2 separate regions of the Mus musculus genome follow, and region 2 is linked to region 1. A link is a contact called in public promoter capture Hi-C data. All regions are on one chromosome and are shown on one strand. The core of a region is the stretch at or near the end of the contact, and the rest is flanking DNA. Distances in the headings are between cores, read along the strand shown.

Evidence for each region. Promoter capture Hi-C pulls out the DNA fragments that hold promoters and counts their contacts.
Region 2: a promoter capture Hi-C map of embryonic stem cells shows a contact between it and region 1, with 2.8 times the contacts expected there. The contact joins the promoter of Ntpcr here to the promoter of Pgbd5 in region 1. A contact is called at or near these places in 2 of 39 promoter capture datasets (embryonic stem cells and liver).

Annotation. Positions count from the first base shown.
Region 1 is chr8:124,430,938-124,436,406 of GRCm38.p6, forward strand. It overlaps Pgbd5 (piggyBac transposable element derived 5), which reads right to left and starts at 2,999. Exons shown (of 7, transcript NM_171824.2): 1 at 2,862-2,999.
Region 2 is chr8:125,730,727-125,736,195 of GRCm38.p6, forward strand. It overlaps Ntpcr (nucleoside-triphosphatase, cancer-related), which reads left to right and starts at 3,477. Exons shown (of 5, transcript NM_025636.5): 1 at 3,477-3,623; 2 at 5,342-5,469. The coding sequence starts at 3,590.

The DNA.
Region 1 (5,469 bases), core at 1,749-4,248:
GCTGGGTTATTTTAGGGGGCTCCGTTGTTAAGTCTGGACGCTGTTCTCCCAAAGAGCAGTTCAGTTCCCAGGAAGACTCTGCCATCTACACAAGGGTTAAAGTACGGACACCAGCCTGCCAGTGTTTGTCTGTAAGTCTTCCCAAGGGGACCCACACCTCAGAGCAGAGCCTGAGGGAGGTGCTAGAGCCACTCCCCTGCCATTGCCAGCTGTGCTTTCCCAAGCATGCTCCATCCAGATAGCTGAAGCCACGGAAAATAGGGATGGGGCGGAGAAGACTTGAACAGTCTGAAGGGCCAGGATTCTCACCAGTAACTACCGAATCTCTCCCTCCCTCTTCTCAGCTCGGCACCCCTGACTCTCTACTATATGCACAAAAATCTCCATGGAGCCACAGAACTGCTGCTCTAGAGCAACTCAATATGTAACGGTCCCATCATGCACCTCTTTCCTGCCCAAAGACTCAGCAAAGGTCTCCAGGTCTTCAAGGGAATCAAGCTGCATTCTCCCCAAAGAAAAGAAACTCTCCACCAGCAGCGAGGGAGCAGCTCCATATGCCCATCTGCACACTCACACTCATGCACAGATACAATTGCTTACAGTGGGGCAAGTCAGTATGTCCCATAGCAACCAGGAGTCCTATGCAGTCCTCATTAGACTGCTGCAGCCGTAGCAATCGCAAATGTTCTATTATGAAACAATGTAACGTTGTAACAGATCAAAACACCACTCTTCCTCTCCCCCCACCCTGCCCGCCCAGTTACATCTGTTAAGCAACTGGGCCACACAGAAGGGAGAGAGATTCAGGCAGCGTTTGTGGAGATGTAAAGCAGCAATTGCTGGAGCGCCCCGGATGCTGTAGCTTAGCACGCTGAACCTCTTGGTTGAGCGCTGCAGCAACCGACTTCCTAATAAACACATCCATCTCTCTCCACGCTCCTGGGCTCAAGGATCTTTTCTGACCAACCTGGAAATCAGGAATCTATTTTAAGCTCTGATAAATCACTTTCCTTGGGCTCAACAAGCCATCAACTCTGTCCCTCTCCCCTTTCCCCGTGTTTCCCTTGGGTAGCGGGTACCACAGAGGAAATTCTAAAGTAGATCTAAATTTAAACGAGAGGATCGCTCCTAAAGCAGAAAAGCAACACTGGCCACAAATACCAGCAAATAGCCGCTAATGCCTTTGCCTAAGGAACCTCTGAGTGACTCTCAGGAACAGGCTCAAACTCAGTGGCACTATCAGAAAGGAGGATATGACCCTAATGCCAGTGGCAGGCAATCCTGGACTTCAGGCTGGGAGTGGACAGAGTGAACAGTGGACAGAGGGCTTTGCTTCTGAACATCTTGACTTATACATTACTAAGAAAGAAAGTTCTGGTTAAATCGCTTTTGTGTGTTTACCCTTCTCAATACCAGACCCTTCATCTAAACTAAGCCCAGCACGACATCCCTATTTTGCCCTGTGACCTCAGCTTTGCCGAATTCTCCTCTGTAGACATCTACAGTAGGCATCTTAAGTGCTGCAAGATCAACACAGGATCACAAAGGCTCACAGCACGAAGACTGACAAACCAGGGCACCAGGCTGGTACAATCCCAACATCCAATATGGAAAGCAGCTGTCCAGGGCAGGAGGCCTTTAAGGCACACTGGGAAATGAAGGGTGGCATATAGGAGGACAATTTAGAGTACCATAAACCACAGCCAAATGGTTGGGTTTTAAAATGTACCCACTTAGAACCTTGCATGGTGATGGTAACCCTCCAATCCAGATGCAACTTTGCCCATCCACACCGCAGCCTGGCAAGGTTGCAGAACACTCCCTCCAGGGCTGGGCCAACCTTTCCCATTGCCAGCTCCCTGCAGCTACGTTTCCATACCCAGGCCCTGGAGCCTACCTCCTGTGCACCTGCAATCTTGAGGAACAATAGCTATAGTGTCATGTACACTGCCCAAAGTGTGTGTGTGTGTGTGTGAGTGACACACACACACACACACACAGAGAGAGAGAGAGAGAGAGAGAGAGAGAGAGAGAGAGAGAGAGACTATGCAAAGGGGCACTCCTTGGTGCCCATTCACACTGGTTGTGTGCACTTCACAGAATATATGGTGTAACATCTGGCTGCTAGGAAGCCATGGAGCCTGAACAGCAGCACTGAGGATCATATGGGAAAGCAGTTTCCACATCTCAGAAAGCAGAAGCTGACCAAGCTGCTGCAAAGCAGCACTATTTTAGACTCTGCAGAAGCCAACAGCTGAGGGCTCAGAGTAGCAGGGTGGCTGTGCTCAACTCCAGTCGCCTCCGGATAATCTGAGTCTGGTCTACACACCTTGAAAGTAACTCGGACTAACACTCCCTAACGCAGTGGAATCACCCTTGGCTCCTTCCGGTGCTCAGCTAGAGATCGACTGGCACCACAGGAAGTTTCTCGGGAAAACAGAGAGCAGTGAAGATGCTGATATGCTCTGGCTCTGGGCTCTCTATGTGCTTCAGCTGCGACTGGCCTGACCCCTGACACCTAGATCCTGCGTACTGCAAAGGACTCAGCCTCAGCCGTGCCAGGCGTTTGGATCCCCTCCACCAAAAGAGCCATACTTTACTGACCCCACAGGTGTGACACTGCCAGACGACCGAAAGCCTCTGGCAAAGTGCTGCTGGCTTGGTCTCCACCCACGAGAAACCTGGGACCACCATCCTGTGCAGTAGGACCCTCTCTGTTTAATCCCTGCTCCCCAAACCAGCTGTTTCCAGAAACACACAGGTGCAGGTCGGGTGTGTCTGGAACCAGTCTGGCCCGTGCTCCAGCCTTCAGACCGCGCCCTGTGTGTCCCTGCACCCCAGTGTCCCCGGTCGATCCTCACCACCGGTGTCCTCGAAGCGCGGGGACGGGCGATCCCTCAGCACGGCGCTCCAGCCCCCACCGGTCTCGTCCTCCTCGAGTTCCAAGGGATCCGCGGCGTAGGATGGCGGGGCGGTCCCCGGAGGCGCGGGGCGCTCACGCTCATCGTCCGAGGAGGCGGCCGAGGAGGAGCGTGAGGCTGCGGAGGTGCTGTAAAAGGGGTTCCCGCCGCTGTCCGGGCCCGACTCGCCGAACACGTCGTCCGAGATGTGCAGGCTCTCGTAGCGTGCACGGGCTGCCTCCAGCAGCGCCGGAGCCCTCCTCCGTGAGCCCCCACCGCCCTCGGCCATAGCCCCGGCCGCCGCCCGCGCGCCCACACCCCACAGCGCCTCCCAGCCGCACACGCCGGGCCCGGGACCCCCGCCGCGGCCCGTGGCTCCCCACCAGCGCAGCCCGCAGCACAGCGCGCGCCGCCCCGCGCCCGGCCGGCCCGCCGTCTTGGCCGCTCGGGCCGCGCGCCCGGGATGCGCCTTGGAGCTCGGGCGCCGCTGGCTGCGGCCGCGGCGGGAAGAGACTCAGCCGCTGCCCAGAGCCGCCGCCGCCCCCACCCGCTGCGTCTCCGCCGCGCCCGGCCCCGTCGCGTCCCCGCGCACCCTCCCCGCGGCAACCGCGTTGCGCCGCCGACCTTCCCGGGCGCGAGCCGTGGACCGGGCCCGCCTCCAGCACCTTCAGCTGCTGGCCAATAGAGAGCGCCGGCCTCGCGGGGGCGGGGATAGCAGGTCGCCCTGCCTCCTCGGGGCGTGACGCTAGGGCAGTCAGTCGCGAGGAGCCCCGCCCATAAGCTCATAGCCGCTCGCCGGCGTGGGGAGGGAGGCGGGTCCCGGTGCTCCGTGCTCTTTGGCCCGCCCCTTGCGCAGCCGCGCCCGGCTCCGAGGAGCTGTCCGCCCAGCGGTTCTGAAATTCACTCTGCGGACACGCTCCAGGTGGGCGGCCAGCCGAGGCTGCGCCCAGCACTCCTGTGAATTTCAGGTTGCCCTTCTAGCTTCCCCGAACCTTGCTCTTTTGGGAACCTGGGTCAGACACTAAAACAGTCTCTCCTCCAACAACTGTCATGTAAGGACCGCAACACTGGAATGAGGTGGCTCGTCATTTCTCACAGTCCTTTGATGCTCACATCTTCTGAACTCAAAATTGCTTCCATGAGAACTATCACCACCTGCGCCCTGGTATCACTTGCACAGGCCTAAGACAACGCACATCTGGAAGAGGATTATATGATCAGGAAACAAACAGCTGGTCGCCAGGGTTTCAGAGATCTAACAATGGAGCAGAGTCTGTCTCCTCTCTTCTGGGGGCAAAGCATGAGGCCGGCTGGCCGACCTCCCCTCATCAGAATGTCTTCTCTCCTCCTCCTCCTCTCAAACATAATGCAATAAGTCACATTAATGGTAACTGGGTCATAAAGTCACTTTCACTCCGACATAAAATAAATCCAAGTAGATGTGAAGGGCTTGAGACCCCTATTGGGTGTAGTAAATGATAATTACACAAACGGAAGACAATGGGTTTCTATTTCTAAGAAAAAGGGTGCTGGGACCCATCTGCCCTGGCTGAGATTTTCACTCACGTCTGCCTGTGCCCAGACCCTGTGACCTGCAAACCAGGTCTCTGCACAGGCTTGAATCCATGACAATCACAAGCAGCCAGGCTGGAAAGAGAAAGCGACTTACTGATCTTCCTCCTCTGTGTGTATTTAGCTGATAAGCAAGAAAGTATTTGCAGAGCACTGCCACTCTCTTGAAAAAGCATGCCAAAGAAGTGTGTGTGTGTGTGTGTGTGTGTGTGTGTGTGTGTGGTGGGGGGGGTGGGGGTTCTAGCATTCCTGTGTACAGCAAATTGACAAAGGCTGTGAAGTGGGTACCTATAAATAGACTTGACCAGAAAAAGGATGAAAAAAAAGCAGCTAATGTGGGTGTGGTTCTGGCCAATTTGCCATCGCGGGAGCACGGGACAGAACAGTAACAGTTAAAGCAGGGACAGCCATTCGTTGACCCCGATATGGTGCTCAGACCAAGGAAATACAGGGCCTCTGTGCTTTCTGGGCTCCTCTTCCAGTAGCTCACATGGCAGCAACAGAAGGAAGAGGTCTGGGGATTTAGTTCAGCTAGCAAACTGTTGCTAAGCATTCAAGAACCCCCTCGGCTTGATCTCCGGGAATGCACAAGCCAGCTGTGGTGGTACAAGCTTGTGATCCGGAGCAGTTGGGAGATGGAGGCAACAGAGTCAGAAGTTCAAGGTCACCCTCGGCAGAGTGAGATAGCAAGTTGGAAGCCAGCCTGGGTATAGCAGACACTATCTCCAAAAGGAAACAATAAAGAGGAGGAAGTGGAGAAAGGGAAGGAAGAGACTGGGAGCAGAAGTTTATCAAATAGAAAGTAGACAAAGGAACGTGCCTGGGTGGTGGGGCTGGGGAGATGGTTCAGTGATTAAGAGTACAGGCTATTCTTGCAGAGAACTAGGTTTAGTGCCCAGCACACATATGGCAGCTCAGAACTGTCTCTAACTCCGGGTATAGGGAATCCAATGTCCGCTTCTAGCCTCTGAGTGTAGCAGGCATGCACACAGTGCAC
Region 2 (5,469 bases), core at 2,227-4,726, 1.3 Mb after region 1:
TGTGTGCACATGTGCATATGTGTGTGTATGTATGTGCATGTGTGCATACACATGTGTGTGTGCATGTGAAAATTAGACCTCAGGTATAAAAAGATGTGTGTGTGTGTGTGTGTGTGCATGTGTGTGAGTGCATGTGTATTTTTCTCAAGACAATCTATTTCAGATGCACATCAGATCCTGACTATCATAATATCTAGAGAAAATGGAAGAGGAAGAAAGAAAGTGAAGGGAGGTGGAAAAGAAGAGAGGATGGAGGGGAGAGAGGGAAAGGAAGAAGGGAGGGAGGGAGAAAGAAGAGGGAGGAATAAAGGGAGGCAGGCAAGCAGAGGCATGGAAGGAGGGAGGGGTATGCTTGAGGGAACATCTCAGCCAGTCTCAGAGCACCAGCGACCTGCACACTCACTCCCTGTCAGCTCTGACTCCCATGCAGCAGAGGCAGATTTAGGCGACAGCAAACATTGCTGCCTACAAACCACTGTGAACCAAGGGGGGCAGATTCAGGACCGACCAGACGCACCATCCTTTCTCACCCAGGGACGCCTCAGGGAAGCTGGCTCCAGACCGCTTCTCCCTGCCCTATCCCCTTGTCCTCACTAATTCTCTGGGAAACTCTGGCTTCCCATTCCCTGGGAGGCTGGAGGGAGTTCCCTTGGTTCTTGCTGGATTGCCAGAGATTGAGGGACCAAAAAGTCTCAAGCAAACGAAGATAAGAAATCAAAACTAGTACTGTCTTGCAGACCCTGAGGTTCTCAGTGGGAGGGGGATCCAGGAGAGGCAGGAAGGAACAGCTGGAATTAACTCTCATTCAAGACTGTGTCTCAGCTCAGGCTACTGTAACAAAGAGCCTACTCCTTGTTACAACATGCAACAACAAACATTCCTTCCCCATAATCCCAAAGAACACAGGGTCTCTAAGATCAGACTGCTCTCTGTGGTCCTTTTCTGTTCACTCTGGAAGCTTTTTTGTATTAGGTGGGACTGGAGACGGGAAGTAAGCCTGCCCTGGTGGGCAGCATCCTATCAGGCTTTAGAGACTTCCTGGTTGCATTCATGAGGGCTCCACTCTCCCAAACTGATCACTTTCCTTGGTCGCATGTCTTGGCACCTTCACAGATTGTGTGTGGTGGGGTGTTCATACATCCTTTGGGGATGGTACATGTCCACCCCATAGCACCCTGATTAGATGGAATGACAAAGTCTTGCACACACAAGGATTGAGGTTCAATCCCCCAGAATCCATATTAGAAAGTCAGATGCAGTGTTGTGCACTTATAATCCCAAGCCTGGGGAAGCAGACACAGGAAGATTCCCTACTTGGCAAGCTCCAGGCCAGCGAGAGACTGTCTCAAAAACAAGGTAGATGGTTCCCTAGGGACACCAGAGGCTGTCCTGTGGCTTTTGTACACACAATTACATATATGCATGAACACACACACACACACACACACACACACACACGAGTCAAGATAACCAAATTTGAAATCAGTATTGTACTCACTTGCTGTGACCCTTTGATGCTAATTTACTACATATAAATCATTGAAACTATGTTGTTATTTCGTGGAAATTGTACCAAGTGAGCACTCATTCAATGAATTATCATATAGTGAACATACTACTGTCATCTCATTTTTTTTCTTTTAATGGATGAAGGATTTCCATCTAACTTGTTTTGGGGGCGAATGACTGTAATCCCAACACTGAGGAAGCTGAGGCAGGAGAAGCTTGAGCTAACCTGGGCTACAGAAAAGATCCTGTCTTAAAAAGAGAGAAGGAGAGGAAGAGGGAGAGTGCCCAAGGCCAAGCAGATCGATGTAGACATTTTCTTTGTTTCCTCCGGTATTGATTCTCTATGTCGATTCTGTCTCTGAGCTACCGAAAACAACCCAACTCCCAGAACGCCTTACAATTCCAGTCCCCTTGCCAGCGATGGAAAATTCTAGAGGGTTAATATTTAAAATGAATATTCTGGATACAAGAAGCACTTAGGATTCTATACATGTTGTCTCTCTGTGTAAGGTTCTCCCATGGGTTTGCTTTGCTTACATCAGCCATTCTCTGAGTCCATGCAGGTGCAAGATGCGGAAGGCAAGTTACCCATTGGGATAAGAAGTAATAATACTCCATTAGAGTAACACAGGGCTATAAACAACACTGAGATGACAGTGGCAGGTGTGGCTTGCCAATCTTTTTAGGTGATTTAAACAGCAGGAAACTGAGCTGTTAAACTGGCATATATTGCCTGCTGAAAGGAGTCCAAAAATGTGTGTGTGTGTGTGTGTGTGTGTGTGTGTGTGTGTGTGTGTGAATGTGTGTATGTATATTACATTCGCAAACCAATTAAAGGTAAGGATTCCTGGAAATGGCTTTCTCATCCAGAATGGAGGGTGACTGAGCACAAGCCCAACTGCACGCATGCTCGACTAGAAGGGTCTACAGGTACATCGCGGGCAAAAGCCACTGCCACTTCATTTGCTGGTGGAATGAGTCTCGAGGCTAACTGAGGTAAGGATCCACTTTCTCTGGGTAAGGCAGTTGTGGGTTGATAGACAAGTGTGGAGGTATGGAGCAGAGATGAGGGATTCGGTGCATGGCTGGGGATAGGAAGTCCGCCTGCATCAGAGGTCTGCAACGTGGGCAAGCTTGAAAACCTCCTGCAAACAGGTTCAAGTTCTCCGGACCAATGCCAGTTACTCCAGTCTAAAGGAGGCCATCGCTTTGGGCCAAGCTGCTGTGTGAGCCCCTAGCAGTCCAGATCGGGCCAAAATGGAATCAAGGCACTATCACTAAGATGACCATCAAACTGGCTTTGAAAAAACTGTTTTGGGCTAGTTTCCCCCGAGCATGGGCGTCCCAGTCAGCTGAATGAAGTCAGTGAGGAAGTTCTTTTTCAGCAATGGAAGGGGAGAACTCTGCGGAGAGAAGCCTCGCTTTTGCTCTTGTTTCTGCTTTCCACAACTCTTTCTGCCGTTTCTGCCGCTCAGGTCAGGTCACTGGAAGCTCCTTCTACTTCCAGGTTGCAATAAAAAAGCTTAATCAGATCTTTAGACTCTTACTACCTTGTCTCAGATATTCATCTCGGGAGGTGGAGGCCAGGATAAATTGAGGTTAGCTGTTCTCCAGCTGACTGCTCCGCAGCCAAGTGAACATTGTACACGGAGTTCAAATCCCACCAACGGCTGCTCCTTCAAGGAGGGTTTCTATTGCTACATAGGAGCTCACTTGCAGCCTGAGGTGAGGGTCTCAGGGACAGAACTCAGATACTTAAGTAGCAACGGCCAAGTATCTGGAATTTCCACGAATGCATCCGTGCAGACACCTCACGTGAGTCTGGCACATAGGACTGTTCCCAGACCTTACAGCCAGCCACTGCCACATAGCACCAGGAGTAGGGAAGAATGCGCGTGCGCCTTGTGTGTCGGGAAGGGGGGGGGGGGAGCGTTGGAAACGCATGCGCGACCACGGGGCGGGGCGGTGCTTTCCCTGCCGACAGGGGCGTGGCCTTCAGCGTAAGGGGTGGAGCCTGGCCGCCCATTCTGACCCCCGACCGCCCCGCTCTGGACCACCCCGCACCCAGACCCCCACGCACATGTCGCGGCACGTGTTCCTCACCGGGCCTCCAGGTGACCCAGAGCCTGCGGGACTTGGCGGGGAGGTAGAGCGCCTGGACCTCTGTCCGGTCTCCGGCCTGGCTTGGTGTATCGCAACCCGGCGAGAGGGAAGGCCAGGAGGACTGGGGAGCACCGGTTACATGTCCCCAAGGACCGGTTGTCACCCGGGTCTCGCGCCACTGAGGCCCAGGTGTACTCTGTAGACTTTAGAGTCAGTTGAACAGGCAGAGGCTTTGGGGAGGAGCAGGGGGCCGCAGTTGGAGGCGCGCCGGCCTTGCACAGCATGCCCTGCATTTGAAATCAGGGTGCAGTTGGGTCCCCAGCTTCCTGCTGTAGGGTTCACCCGGAGCCATCATCAATACCTATGTTCATAAGAGGTTTAGTGAACACCGGACTCACAGGCTTTCCCCTCCTCCCCGAGGAGAACCTGGGAGTACTGTCAGTCCCGGATTTGCACCTCTACACCCCTGCCTCCTGTCTCAAGAGTTAGTAATGCTTCGCCCCTTGCGCTACAGGCCCCACTCCAGTGTGTCTCACTAACATCCCAAAGGGTTTGGCTTTCTAAGCCCCTCTCCAGCAAGTTAGCGAGACTTTTAAAAAGAAAGCACCCTTTGTCAGCACCACTGCCTCTCAGCCTCTTCCTAAATATTGACCAGCATCTGTAAGTCATCTCAGAGGGGGCTTTGCTCAGCTGGTTTTTTTTTTTTTTGGTTTGGTTTTTGAGACAGGGTTTCTCTGTGTAGCCCTGGCTGTCTTGGAACTCACTCTGTAGACCAGGCTGGCCCCAACTCAGAAATCCACCTGCCTCTGCCTACCAAGTGCTGGGATTAAAGGCATGGGCCACCACTGTCTGGCTTGCTCAGCTGTTTTTAACATAACAATCCCTGTGAGGAGATAGCCTCTGGGTCAAGAGCTCTTGGGCTGCTGTGTGTTGTCTGTTTGGAAATACGGATATATGGAGTTTGAAAGTTGCATTTATTTACGTATGTGAGTGTGTGCGCAGGTGTGGAGGTCAGAGGACAACTTTGAGGAGTTGGTTCTTGTTGCCCCATTGAGCCGTCTTGCTGGCCCATAAATATACTCCCCTCCCCTTATAATAAAAGTGCTGCCTGCTTGGTATGAGAGCTAAAGTGAAATGTTAAAGTGACAGGCTTTTTGTTGGTGGTGGGGTGTGTGTATGTGTGCAGTGTTTGGGATGTAAATAATAAAAGACAAAAAGCGGGGGTAGCCCCAGGGAACTCCACCCTCAGGAGCTAAGTGTGGGACCTTTGTTCCTTATTGTTCTAGGCCACAAACATCTGCTGTTGGCACATACATACTTTTGCTTAAAATCCATAAGGATTATGCTGCAACCCTCTGGCCCACCACCACTGACCCACCTTCACAGCCAGGCTTCATGCCCTATAAAGGCTTAACGACCTCCCCACACAGTACCATCTGCCTGATCAGACACAAGAGTGGCTGGAGGGATGCTTTAGATTTAAACCAGAACAGAGGGTAAATCTAGGAGTGAAGGAGGTCCCAGATATGTCCTGGGACTGCATTAGAAGTAAGTAAACTTCATGCCGCCGCCTGCCTCTGCTGGGGTGGAAAATCCCTCACACCTGGAGCAATCTGGCAGGCAGTGACATTTGCAGCCCGTCCTGTTTGCAGCTATTGCTTTTTTGCAGGCCAGATGGGCTTGACAAGGTAAAACTTCTTGACCCCTCTTCTTCCTTTGTCTCTTTCAGGGGTTGGCAAAACAACCTTGATCCAGAAAGCCATCGAGGTCCTGCAGTCCTCCGGGCTGCCCGTGGATGGATTTTACACACAAGAAGTCAGGCAGGAAGGGAAGAGGATAGGATTCGATGTCGTCACC